2 separate regions of the Macaca mulatta genome follow, and region 1 is linked to region 2. A link is a contact called in public Hi-C data. All regions are on one chromosome and are shown on one strand. Each heading gives the region's core, a stretch centred on a gene start, on an enhancer-like site or on the middle of the called end of the contact. The rest is flanking DNA. Distances are from core to core; before and after follow the strand shown.

What was found. Hi-C and Micro-C count contacts between places; a contact is called where the count stands out from the background.
Region 1: a Hi-C map of sperm shows a contact between it and region 2, with 2.8 times the contacts expected there. The contact joins the promoter of ZNF608 here to the enhancer-like site in region 2. A contact is called at or near these places in 4 of 14 Hi-C or Micro-C datasets (fetal cortex germinal zone, fetal cortical plate, liver and 1 more).

What each region holds. Positions count from the first base shown.
Region 1 is chr6:133,677,511-133,680,363 of T2T-MMU8v2.0, forward strand. It overlaps ZNF608 (zinc finger protein 608), which reads right to left and starts at 1,377. Exons shown (of 10, transcript XM_078004481.1): 1 at 1,048-1,377.
Region 2 is chr6:133,590,325-133,593,027 of T2T-MMU8v2.0, forward strand. The region is part of intron 3 of ZNF608 (zinc finger protein 608); the gene reads right to left. Among named protein-coding and RNA genes, the nearest start is that of ZNF608, 87 kb to the right of the region's middle. Within about 2 kb of position 1,302, at least 6 of the 40 cell types and tissues checked have an H3K27ac peak or open chromatin away from gene starts, as enhancers often do.

The DNA of each region.
Region 1 (2,853 bases), core at 127-2,626, 87 kb after region 2:
AGCCTTTCACATCACGTGAGGATCAAGGGCTCAATTGGTTGTCGTGAGAACAAAAATGGTGACAAGCGTATCAAGAAAATACTGATCTGGTCTTTAAAAAAAAAAGCTGTAGGTCTCTCCCCTCCCCCTGCACACACTCCCCCAACCTCCTCCCCCCGCCCCCCCGCAGTGGGCGAAGCTACAAGTTATGAATGTGAAACATTTCTCGGAGATCTAGGATCTCCGAAGTTCGGAAGGAGTGAAATGTAATGAGCACAAGAGCAAAGCAGATGTTTTAAAGAAACACTTTATAAACCTTTCAACTTATCTCCAATTTGTCAGCTTTCCCAGGGGGCCAGGGACGGGGACGCCTGGGGGAGGGAGAAGGGTACCTCCGAGCTACTTGGATTTTAGGGACCCCCACTTCATGTATTAAACAAAGAAAAACCTTTTGCTTGCTCACCAGCCTGGTCCTGTAATAAACACACCATTGTTACTATTTGGGGGTTTGTTTGGGTTGGGTCGGGCTTTTATTTTTTCTCTTAATGGTATTTTTGTTGCTTGCTTTTTCAAGGAGATGGCGAATGGTAATTATAACCATTACACGTAATGAGTGACTATTCCCTTGTTTAATTTTAAATTATCGGGCACTGGGAGCTGACAGGAGAGAGAAATCGGCTTGTTCTGCCCTTGCCCCCATTTTCCTGGATCGGTTTGGGAGAAGGGTCTGCCCAGCTAGGACAGAAGAGGGAGGGAGTAAGGTGAGCTAGAGAATTGACACTGCAGACCAGGATATGTAACTGTGTCACTTTTATTCTCCTTTGGGTTAGAGCCCAAAAGCTAATTTACTCTAAGTTACCCCGAGTGCCCAGTCAAGCTTAATTTGTGTGAAGTTACAAATGCTTCACCCTCCACTGAATAAAATTCACCCTTCTTGGGTTGTTGTTCTAAATGCAAAAGCCAAACCCTGTAACTAGTTCCTCATTTCTATGCATAAAACTCGCACATTCCCCTGCATGAAGTCCCCGCTAAGTGCTATATAGAGACACACCACGCAACCGTACTTACGGTCTGTATTGGATGGAGTTGACCTTTTCCTTCTAACTGCATTGAATGTGTTTGGTTGCAGCCGCTTTATTTTGGAAATTATAATCTCTTCAACAAATTTATTATTAAAGAAGATGGACCATCAAATGTCACAGACCGGCCTGTGTATGTTTTATAAAAGCAAAAATTAAAATTTAAGAAAAGCAAAACAAAAATCCCCCTGGTGCACACACACAACAAGCTTGTTCTGCAACACTGAAATCAGGACTGAAACACAACACACACACAGGGGGAGTGGAGCAAAAGAAGCTCTCAGCCTCTATACCTGAAAGGGACTTTTCTTTGTTCCCAGTGCCCTTTCGCATCGGGCCAATCAGAGAGCAGCTTTTATGAAACTGGGCTCTCTCATTGGCTAGCTGCTTTCTCTTGGCTACTGTAGGGGGTTGAGATATACACACGTATAAAACACACACTGAGAGCGGGTGGGGGTGCTGTGGGGGGTGGTTGTGGAGACAAAGCGTTTTATTTTCCAACCAGATTGGGGTTGAGGAACCTCCCGCAGTAAGAAGGGAAAAAAATGGTGCGCCCGTTTCAATTACTACATCATTCACATAAAACACTTATTTATTAAAACAAATCTCAAACAGGCTGCGAGGAGAGGATGTCGGTAAATACAAGTTTGATTGTGTTATCTTGGGGGAAATAATGTATGTGATCGCTCGGTGGCAGAGAGAAGCCAAATGAGCCACTAGCGCGTAGCGAGGAGAAAAGGGAGGCTGGCTGTGTGGAAATGACTGCGAGCATTTTGCTGGCTTCCCTTCCTTGTTCCAAGGACTCCGCAGTCCAACTCCCAAGACTGATTTTCTGTATTGCAGCTTCTGGCTTTCAACCCTCCCCCCACCACTTTGCCCTTCCTGCAATTTTTTTTTTTTTTTTTTTTTTTCTTTTTCTTCCCTGTGTCTCTCTTTTTACTCGCTGATTAAATAAGAAAAATCGATCTGCGGGTAAAGGCGATGGTGGGGAAACAAGTAACCCTTTTGTTTCCAGGGCTCTGGTCTACAAGCACTGAAGTGTGAATGCAGGCGACCATTTAACCAACACTATGTGAATGATTCTTCCCTGGAATTAGTAACAAATCTTTTCCACCTGGTGTTATTGACGCCAAAAAAGAAAAAATATTAAAATAAGGTCCTAGCTAATCATAGTAACACCTCGGGCCAGCCTCATCTTTTTAAAAATTGACTTGTGAAAGTTAAATATACTAGGAAGATTAACTGTTGAACAGTTCCAGTACACATATTTAAACTGTGGAATGGTCAGAATTCCTCTTCCCCCAAATCTTTCACCCTACTGCTGGGGAACCGGGTGTCATAAATCTTCTGAATGCTACATCTACAATCCACAAACACAGAAATATTTTACAATTTATTGTAGGACAAATGCCAGCAACCAAGTTAATGAGACTCAGGTCACAGGATAAGAGAGGTTAATATGAAATAACAAGTTTAGCGTTTTACTATAACAGCTAACATATTTAAGCTAATGTATTTACATATATTAAGCCTTTAGAGTACATTTAATTTTGAATTTTTTTATTGTTACCTTCATTATTTTTAGAAGCTACAATATGGACATTTTAAAGTCAAAGGGTACTGTAAACTGAAAGCATCATGATCCCAAGTTGTAAAGATCCTGTACTACTGTAATTGTAATTTCCACATGACAATTGCAATTTAAGATTGTGTCTTAACTGAGTCATATGGACACATATAAAGTGAATGAGTGCTAGCAGAAGACAGCTTCTGATGTAAATATTCAGTGATGACT
Region 2 (2,703 bases), core at 52-2,551:
AAGCCTCATCTCTGGACTGTTTCAGGGTAAGGAAACCTCATTTCATGTTTTCAGGAACAGCTACAGCTAACTGAATGCCTGACATTGGTCTAAATTACAAAAGGCAAAATTAAAGCTCCCCAGTACTGTGACAACAGAAATGAGACTCTGCAGCAAGGCTCTGGGGATGCAGATGGACGGAGCAGGTTAAACGTGAACTCATCTTTCCAGTTCCCACCTGGACCCGCCAGTTTTCTTGACAGCACTCAGAGGCTGCCTTCCCACCCTCCCCCATTCCACATTCCAAAGTTCTTATCTTCCAGGGAAGAAAAAAAAAAAAAGCCCCACAGAGTTACAAGTATTTCAATAACGTGCTTAGAGACCAGCTCTTTTCTGTAAACAAGCCTAATGAAGTGTGACTAATAGTGCTCTCCTCCAGCACAGGGAAGGTAAAAGGGCCTTTGTTAGCACTTACTGGAGCAAAGTCGTCATTTTGCTGGAGCAGAACAAAACTTAGTTGGTTATTGATTGACCAGCCTGCTTGGTGTCACTGCTTTACTGTCTATTTCTATATACTCTGTGTGTAAATACGTGTGTTTACGCAGACACGGAGATCGTCTGTACACACACAGTCACACACAGCCAGCTAACCGTTCTCTGCAAACAGGATGAAGGGTTCAAGGCATCTAATTGAAATCTAATTCCTCTCCGATATTTATATCTCTTCTAGTCCTTGATATCACCTAACATTTCTCTCCATGTTGTCAGTACCATGAACCTCAATTTCAGGGCCTGTAAACCGATGCTCCCCATGGACACTTAATAGTTTCCGAAGTCACTCTGATTTAACCTGACCTGGTTATTACATTCTAGAGGTGATTTTGTTTTTTCATGAATTCAAAATCGCTGCTGTTTCCTTTCCCCATTTCACTGATCAATTCCGAAACTCCTGAAATTTGGCTCCAGATGTTAACTGCTAAATAAATATTTCATGATTAAATTATCTTCTTCAATTAACATTTGTCTTAAGTATTATTAATATACACAGCAGCGGTGTTAGCAGGAAGATCTGAAGTTGGCTCTGACTTCTTTCTTGGATGGCTGAGGACGAATTCAAGTCAAAACCTGCTTTCCTTGCGAATCTGAGCACAAATTTCCGTATAAATTATTGACTGCACTTTGGCCTCGTCTGAAACATTAGCCCCACAGGCTGATAAGTTCTGACCCCAGGTGGCACATCAGCCCTCTCAGAAGAGGCAGGAACATTAGTGCTTCGCACTGGGGACTAAGGCGTGTAAGCCAATCAATCACGCTCTCTGACAGCTTTTACTGCCTCTGTGCATTAGGCCCAAGTCAACCTCCAAGACTCCTATTGTTCACATTATTCTCTTATTCTCTGCTCTGATGAAGTTAGGGTTAAGTCCAAGGCTTTAGCGAGAGAAAGGCTATTGTTAGTAACTCAGTCTTTATTGACTCTGACCTGTAGGGCAGCCGACTTCAAGTCTTTTCCAGAAAGTAATGCACTGTTAATTGCTGCTCATTGTCAGGGTGTGTCTTATACACCTCTCTTCACTGAAAGAAAACCTGACCAAATATTTCAGCATCCTCGCAGGTTGCCTTGTAATTCTCTCAAGAGTTACAGACACACATAGACACACAGACACACACACACACACACACACACACACACTTCTAGACAAAAATCTGATTTGTACTTGCCACGGTCCCTGAACCAGTAAATCTAATACCAATGCAAACAGAATGTTTGGCTGGACTATGCTAACACTTGGGGGTTGGCACTTGGAACAATAAATAAATTTTTTCATGGCAAATATCTGTGGGGATTAGTATATAGGGCAGGAAAATGCCTGATGGAAGAATGAGGTAGAAACCTATTTTTCCTTCTGAGGTCCTTTGCTTAAAATAACTAAAGATCTTTTTCAGCGGAAACTGGTAGCTCTATTTGTGAGCAGCCAGCAACAGACTGGATAGCCTCAGGGTGAAGAGTACAGCATTCCACTCAGGCTTCCTTTGAAGAAATTCAGCACTCTAAAGGGGTGGCAGAATTATTGGTCCAAAGGCTTTCCGGTTTTCTTTGAAAGCGAAAACAGGCAGCCCATTATCTCTTCTTACCCAAACAGGCCTCTCAGGGGAGACAGGAGGGAAAGGCCAGTGGTGTGGCTGTAGAAGGTACACACCAGAGCATCCAGGTCTGTTGCTCACTGCACCAGGGACACAGACCCGGCCTACCACACAGCACGCAGCAAACCTGCCCCACCCCGCAAAACCTTGCTGTTCCAAGTGGTGAACGACAGGCTAGAATGTGAATGCTTCAAGGGCGAAAGCACATGTTGACATTTTGGAAATCAAATTTCTTGGGTTCAGGGAAAAAGCACAAAAATCAAATGATTTGGTTTTATACACAGCTTTCGATTGAGAAATTTTCAGCCACAAAAGACTTTGACATTTAGCCAAAGTATTATGCTATTAATACTTTATTTAGTACATCTCAGCATATGAATTAGTATATATGAATTAGTGCACACTTTCCCAAACCAGTGAGCAGAAAGCCATTTTAAATTCTGTTCCATTTGTGTGCTGGATAATGGATTGACTCTAAGATATGTGAAAGTAATACTAAATTTGATAAGCTTTCCAAAAAGGCGCTGGTTAGGAGAACAATGCTTTCTATCTTGATAAAGTCTCCTGGTGTGGCCGATTACA